Regions from separate parts of the Gasterosteus aculeatus genome. Here region 2 is linked to region 1. A link is a contact called in public Hi-C data. All regions are on one chromosome and are shown on one strand. Each heading gives the region's core, a stretch centred on a gene start, on an enhancer-like site or on the middle of the called end of the contact. The rest is flanking DNA. Distances are from core to core; before and after follow the strand shown.

Region 1 (4,198 bases), core at 360-2,859:
CATGTGATCAAACTCCTCGTTAATCTGTTTGTATTTCTCCTCAGTGCTCGGCGTGAGGAGGAGAGCAGTCTCGAGCTCCGGGCTTTCGCTGCCTTTGTTCTCCTTCTTGCTTAATGCCTGCCAGGTCCCACAACCACCAAGACGGACGAAGGGAGACACACATGAAGGGACAGATAGATGGGTGGCAGGAAGATGCCAAAAACGAGGAGACGAGGACGAAGCGACAGAAAGCGTAGGGGGGAGAAAGGGGGAAAGAGAGGAAATAAAAGTGAGATGAAGGTTCGGGGATTAACAAGAGGTACTTACACACAGTCTCTGTCTGCTGATCATCAGATCAATGTCCTCGTTTATTTTCCTGTACTTGTCCTCGGACTCGGGGCTGTGACCGACCGAGTCGTCTGCGTCGGGGTCCGGGCTGTCACAGCCGTTTAGGCCCTTCTTTCTCAATGTCTGCAAACACAGCAGTTGCACAATATAGTTGAAGGGTTTTGGGACGGGGAACATGAGCCAAGTGAACAGCTTGGGAGGGACCAATACTGATAGACTATGGAGACCCTTTAGAATCCATAAAAACTTTTACTACTGAATTGATTTATTCATATGAGTTTATTTTTTCACAATGAAAAATTCTGTCCGTTTGCGAAGAATTATTAATATTTGCAGTCTTCATTTGAACCTAAATCAAAATGGGTGATACCAGGATACACTGGCTGCTTTCTGAAGAAGAAAAAATGCAGCAAAACACTGAAGTGGCACAACGGACCTAATCACTTCCACTAACGTCACAGAAAAACTGATCAAGCTCTTCACCAAATGACAAAATACGGGACCTTGAAACAACATAATTACACAGGAAAAGGCAAAGCCGTAAATTTAAAATACATTTTATAACCATAATCATCAGTATTTCATGAAATAAAACTAAAACGCAGTTGAGGTACTTGAGTTCATGACTGCGGTATATGTGCTCTACAAAGTGGCAGTTTCTGTTTTGGCCACCTGATGGCCACCTGCCCCCATTAAAGCGGCCAGAAAACAGCAGACAGGCAGAACAGCGGCGCTCTCCCTCCGAGAGACACAGACAAAGAGAGCTCACGTGGGAGAGAGCTGCCTCGGTCCTTTTTTAGATATTGTTGACAACCATAACAACGGGGATACGTTTCAGAGGACATTACCGTGTGTGATAGCACGAGGGTGTGTTTGTTTGAGCAAGTAGGCATGTACCGGTAGGTGCTGTGTTCATTCGTCTTTAAAAGAGACAAAGACAGCGCCGACGAGACAAAAAAGTACAGTACCTGACAGTTAGAGATCTCATCAAAGCCCCCCTCCTCCGTCCCCCCAACCCTCCTCTTCTCCAGCCTGCTTTCACCCCCCCCATCTCTCCTCCTGGCTTTAATAAAGGAGATTAGTCTACAGGCGGAATATCACGGGCCTGCTCCTGTCTGTGCAGTCGTCGCTTCACACTGCGCTCTCCTACTTTCATCTGAAGCTCCATATCAGACAGACGTAATTAAATTTACTTTAGCACACCCTGTATTTGATGCTGATCAAGAGCGCGGGTCTCTCTCTCTCTCTCTGTGTATGTTGTAGTGTGCGTATGTGTCTGCCGGTGTGCGTGTGTCTTTGTGTGGGATGGGGAAAGAGAGGAATGAGTCTGTGTATGTGTGGGTGTGTGAGAGTGGGTGCTGGCGTCAAGAAAAAAAAAAAAGACAAGAGAGACTGAGCAGGAGCAAGGAGGAAGATAGATGCTAAGATAAGTTAATCTCAGCGAACTTCTTCCTCTCATTTGTTTTTCTTCCCTCACAGAAGAGATATGTGTGCGAGCTCCTCCATCACAACCAGCAGCCAAAGTGACAGGGAGCGATCTGCCTGCTTAGAAAACAAATAACACTCCAGTCATCTCTCTCGTCAGCACAACAAAGGCCTGTTTCGAGTGTGGTTTTAGTGAACTTAGAGGGCTCCTTTTGTGTGTGAGATAACCGTTTGAATCCTGAGGCGTCTCGTGGCAAGGCAGCTACTGTAAGCGTGTCAACGTTTGCTGGCTCTCCTCTTCTCTCTCCTCTCCTCACTTGGCCCCCAGAGTGGATATCTGGAATTCTGAATTTGAAAGCGTCCCTCACATCTTTTGACAGGCTTCAGGAAATCACACCAAACAAATCAGCCAAGGCGGTGCAGGAGATCTGACTTCTAACAGGCCCACAGTGAATCAGGCACTCTTTGCTCCATCAGAGGTGGATGAGTCAAAAGAACAAAGGGGTCGAAAAGGTTTAGCATGCTGTCTTTTTTGGCAAAGGCGAGAGATGTAAAACTTTTGCTGTTTCTTTGGTGTAGTTTCGCTCTGGCCCCGGCGATGCATCATATCGAACTGACAAGAGCTGAACCGGTGGCCTTCTTCTGTTCACATGAGAATGCAAGAAGGAAGAAAACTTTTCTTCCCTTGCACAGATTTCTACCACCTACCGCCGCCAGCTGAATGCATGAGAGATTCATTTCCATTCTTGGAAGAATAGCAGGGGGGCACTGCTGGGAGAGGAGGACGAGGGCCGGGGTAAAGGTGACACCCATATGGGGCAACAGAACTAGTGGTCTGATGTAGGGTTGGGAAGTGGTTGCCTTGGCTGTTGATTGGCTGCAGGCCACGGGTGTTATATGACTTTGGAGCATGTGGCCGAGGCTAAGCTTTCCATCGGGGCTCAGCACATTGAAGGAGCGGCACAAGGACGGTATGCCACTCGTCCCAGTTATGCCCACCTGTTTAAAGACATCACACCTGTTGCCAAAAGCTGACACACGACCTACCAACCAATCAGATCCGTTGCAGTGCTCCCAGAGCCATAGAAGGGCCTCTCACTCTAGCGCTCTCCACCTCGCAGCCCTCCATATCGTCTTCCTATGTATCCGTCTCTAATAGCTCATTGCTTAATCTGTGCACTGAATTTGTTATGTGTTATATGGCTCTGCGCCACGAACTCATGGACCGCTGCTCTTATTCAGTGACATCAACACCACATAAGATCAGAGACGTGAATGTCACATTGACAGAGAGAATAATGATCATTTGAGCTGCCCTTATATTGAAGAGGGGTATGTAGAGCTAGCATGAAAATATAGTTTTTTGGGAAATATGCTAATAGGATGAGAATTCTTTTCACTAAATATTCCCCCAATTCTCATTTTTTTAATTATTCAATTTCAAAGTAAGTGGAATTTCTTGTTTCATAACAAGAAAAAAAATGTTTTATTTCTTACAAAATCACTGCTGGCACAAAAGCCAGAGCATTTTTTATGGAGCATTGTTTGAGTTCATGGCAATTGTAACGCTTCTGATGCCCAAAAGTAAAACATTTTCACCGCTAATTACTACATCAGTCAGTCAGTTCATTTTGAAGTAGAAAGAAGACTAAACCTCGAACCGAATGTCCTGTACAGTCCAACCCAACAGAACATATGGAAATGCAACAAAGTCATAAAAATCAGTTCATAGGAAAGAGCCTGATAGAGAAAATGGGTAACGAGAGAGAGAAGAGAAGAAAGGGCCATAATACAGTATATGTGAGAAAATACAAGCAAGAAGAACAGGATGTAGGTAAACGTATTACAGAGAACAGAGACCGCTAAATAAGCTGTGTAGGCCTGCTTGGCTCTGCGTCTTTCTCCGTGGCCCCTTTGGAGGCTTGCTCCTAATTAAACTCCTTCTTCATGACGCTCCCTCATGGCAGGAGTTGTCGCAGGGCCTGTGTTGAAGCACGCACCGCATAGACGCGGCGTCCTACATATTTAGACACGCGCTACTCCTCAGCTCTGCACCCTCAGCTGTGCCCGGCCTGGACCGGGCCCGGCTGAGATGGGCTACAGGACGACAGTGAGCAAGGCTGAGTAAGGAGGCCAGGGCTGGATTGACATAATCAGGCCCAGGTGTGCACCACAAGGGGACTGAATCATTCTACGTATCGCGCGGTGTTAGTACATCTGTCAAGGATTTTAGTTTTTTGATATTTTAATTGCAGGAAAACTGCAGCCATTTACTCCTTTTATAGTTTAGTGTGCGGGGTAGTAACTTTGTGTGGCTCTTGAAAAAAGCGGCGGTGAGTATTTGGGTGTGAATTCAGGGTGGCCCCAGGGGGTCTACAAGGGACAGCTGACGCCGGCCCAGAGCTCCTGCCATACCAGGATCCGTCTGCTCGGCATTCTGCCACCC
Region 2 (4,013 bases), core at 1,107-3,606, 50 kb after region 1:
ACTCTCATCAAGCGGCCGATAGCATCTCGCCGTGAGGTAAAGCGCGGTGGAACATGATGGTGCGTCTAAATGAGGGTTTCCCCCGAGCCGATGCATGAGCGAGGCCCGGCGACCATCGGCGCAGGGCCTGCGTTACACGCGGTGGAGCTCGGCAGACGAGCGGCAGCGTTTTAAGCTCTTTGTGCCTCCCGGATCCCCCCCCCTCCCACCCTCCGACTCATTCTTATTCAGACGTGATCAGAGGGGAGGCAGGCAACTGAGATTAGCCGCAGATCAAAGAATCTGCCTCGCGCCAGCACTCGTGTTTTGTAGATTTAGGCGGCCCCGGCACACAGACGCTGTACTGTTTGTAGCGTCGTACTGTTTTCTGGCCCTCGACAGCGCTCGGGGGGTAGATGGAAGGAGAGCTTTCATACAAGAAGCTGGACCGCAGGTGGAAACTAAATATTAAAGACAAAATAAAATAGAAATGACTGTGCCGGTACTGTTAGCCACGACAGTAGAATAAATAGCAATTGAAGGTGCTTCATTATGGTTTCAGTGCTTATTTGTTTTACAAATAAAATCCAATCTATGAAGTAACACACTCGGGTAACTGGAGACCTTCTGGATCTGTGTTTCCCACCAGATAACCATGGAAACTAAGTACGACCCTATCTGTTGCTTTGCTCTTCTGTCAGCGGGTGTTTGACAGAGTAATCAAACAGCAAATTACTACTCAGAACCTTCCCGTTCCTTTATGAACTTTTCATTCAATCTATATTCACGTATCAGACCATTACCAGTGGAAATTAACAAACACCCCCCTACTCGGCATAAAGAACAGCAACAATGGAGCTGATGGCCGAGTGTGGAGGTGAGGTGACAGGATGAGCGCTTCAAAGGCGCGGAGGCAACTGCGTAAGAGCGCCGGCCGCCCTACAGAGAAAGACAACAACTGGTTTCCTCCGCTGCGCTCACCATCAAAGGCGTGGAATTCAGGGGCAGAACACCTAATACGTGAGGAGTGAGTTGTTCCTCTCAAACTGGGTCAAAGTTGCTGAGGTCCTGTCTATTTGGCTAGATGGCAGGAGGACAGGTATCAGATAATGGTCTCATTGTTTTTTCAATTTACATCTTTAAATATTTTTTATCTGTTAATTTACTCTATTTCAGCTGGTTGCTTCCATCCAAGAGCTACAGTCAACCTATCAAATGTCAAAGGAAAATGTCCAACAGAGTCAATCCAACAGAGCCTTTGTTGCAGTATAAAATTCCATTTGCTTGTGTTTTGTGCCCTGCAGTGCAGAGTAGAGCTGGAAACAAAAAACCCTCCTTCTGTCCATTTAACGTGACAAAAGTTGTCTCCTTTGTTACTAAAGTTTGCCCGACATGTCTTAAACACACAGCTGTGTGACACATATTGCTACTGAAGGGCGTAGTTGCCACTTAGGCAGCTACCTTGAGGGAGTGAGTCATTGCTAAAGCAAACAGCACGTTAAGGTCATGCTCTTTTCTTTTTGCTGATGATTCCAGATTGTGCAATGAGATGTTCTAAGCAATTACCCTTAAAAGTACCGGCAACCTAAACTGACTGTGAAGAATTAGAAGCAGCGAAACACAATATAAAGTTACACTTTAGCGACGGAAACAATTTGTCTTGCCTGGTAAATTAAAGTGTAGACTTTTAAAACACACACACCCACACACACACGTTCAGCAGTCTAAATAAGTGATTTTCCAAGTGCTTAACAGAGGTGATTAGCAACTGCTGGGATGGGACTCCTCCCTCAGCTTCTCTGGTGTCTTTTAACTTCGTCAAGAGCAGGAAAAAATCAACGTTAACAACTATTAATTGTCTTATTTGCCTTGTTCATACTGGTACAGTCTTTTTTGTATTGGTCAATATGACAAAGGATCCTTCACTATATCCAGAAAGGCTATAATGAAACCGGTATCAGCACATCAAAAAAACATTTCGGTGTAAATTAAGGAGCTGAAATGAAATAAATCAGTCTTATTCTGCTAAAAATTTCGACAGGTGAGATCCAGAGGAGATGGAAAAAAAAGGAAGGGGATCGGTGCGCTGTGAAAACTCACCCGTGCTGTTTCTCTGCTTCCCCAGGAAGTTGCCACCCGCAGCACCAACTAATGACCAACTAATCAAACAGTTCAAAGGTAAAAAAAAAAAGGAAGACAAAGAAAAGGGAGAGTTGACCCAAAGTAAAACAAAACTAACATGAATTTGCCTGAAATCAATGTCCTGCATGTGATAAAGCCAGACCAGCTGGCTTTGAATAGAAACCCCGATTTGGGTTGCGTTTGCCCCCCGATCTCTGTCTGAACTGAAACCGGGTCTGACTACCCCCCCACCCCACTGCCCCACCCCACTGCCCCAGCTGACTTCACCTGTCCCCATCACTCCTCGGTAAATTTAGCCTTCTGGGGGACCAGTGACACCCAATCCCCCTCCAACCCCGTTCCCCTTGCAAGCACGCACACACACGCACACGCACACACACACACACACACACACCTCCAACCTTTGCCAGCCCGGGCATATGGATGCCCGGGATTATTGCCCCTCTAAGAATGTCGCCATCTTCACAGTGGCAAAAAAAGACCTCCCTCCCCCTCCCTCCCTTTCCCTCCCCCTCTCTCCCCCTTCACACACTCCGCAACTTACGGCTGTACAGACGGCATTCTTCGCTGAGAGAGCTAAATGAGTGTGTGCATACTTTGCACACACTTTCAATATGTTTCTTTAACCTTTCAGTAAACATTTGACAGAAAACACACTGTGCTTTATTAAATGGGCCGTAAATCCAAGAGATGAAATATGGGCAATTGCAGATTAGGAGCTCATTTATAAGGTTGTTATTCTTAAATTTGATGACCTAGGGTATCACAGCTGCAAAACATATTAAATAAGCTCTGCTGTAAAAATACCATTACCCCTCTCATAACCCAAATTATTGTAATCTATGTGAATCATAAATAAATTACCCAACGGTAGAGATTAACCAGCATTGATAGCATCTTGTCAAATGTCAAAATACCAGGTGCAGCGCTATACACACCTATAATTTGGTAATTATAAGCTCATTTAACTAAGTACATCCATGACTAAAATCTGCCTACAGTTTCAGAAGCAACCACAATACCCACAGAATGTCAGTTTTTCATTAATACCTGATACAAATCTCACATCCCCATCAGAAGAGAAAACATCTTGAGTTTCCCTAAGCTGCTGCCATCCTGAGCTGACTGTAAGCTGTAGTGTTTCCATTTAAATGATGCATTCAGTTGAATGTACATCTCAACAAGCTTAAATCGCAATATCTTCTGTGACTGTCTCACATCAGAGTTCTGTGTGGGTGGCACAAGGGTAACTGTATTTCCATCAAGTATTTTTTAGTCATGGTTATCTACCCAATGCCAAAACATATTCATCACAACCGTGAACCATACACCCAAATAAGTGTTTCATATATCCGCCTTAAATCAGCGCATTTTGCTAATGTGGAGATTAATAATTTGAGGGAAAGATGAGTAGAATACAGATTAGTGTTTTCCCAGAATGCCTCCAAAAGAAGCAAAGACAATGAGAGGAGATAAAACAGTGATGTTCCCTTGATGATTTCAATTCACACTCTCATGACAGTGAAATATATTTTGTATTGATCCGGTTGTATTGTTTACATGTTTCTGGGCACAGGTAATCAACTAAATGGTTTATTTTTGGAAACTTCGGTCGCTGGGACTACCTGCGTCCGTATGCATTGAGGGATCAGTGTCTTCCCACTCTGGCATTTGTGATGATCTCATGGCCAGGAATTCAGTGTCTTTGGGGCGGGGAGTAGTAGATGGATGTTGTTGGGAGTTAATTTAATTATGACAACCCTAGATGAGGGAGGGATTCAGTGTCTCGATCAAATATTTAATATAGCGATGTGATCTGTGCTACACACACACAAAGCTAAATGATTGACTTTGATACAACAAATAGCAGACGCTAATTTGCATGTACAACC

The links. A called contact is a pair of places that touch in the nucleus more often than the background predicts.
Region 2: a contact with region 1 is called in a Hi-C map of whole body, with 2.0 times the contacts expected there. The contact joins the promoter of mef2cb here to the enhancer-like site in region 1. A contact is called at or near these places in 2 of 6 Hi-C or Micro-C datasets (skeletal muscle and whole body).

The regions. Positions count from the first base shown.
Region 1 is chr13:12,191,067-12,195,264 of fGasAcu3.hap1.1, forward strand. It overlaps mef2cb (myocyte enhancer factor 2cb), which reads right to left. Exons shown (of 11, transcript XM_078086783.1): 5 at 307-450. Among protein-coding and RNA genes, the nearest start is that of LOC120831200, 22 kb to the left of the region's middle. Within about 2 kb of position 1,610, at least 3 of the 9 cell types and tissues checked have open chromatin away from gene starts, as enhancers often do.
Region 2 is chr13:12,240,091-12,244,103 of fGasAcu3.hap1.1, forward strand. mef2cb (myocyte enhancer factor 2cb) reads right to left here and starts at 2,357. Exons shown (of 11, transcript XM_078086783.1): 1 at 2,080-2,357.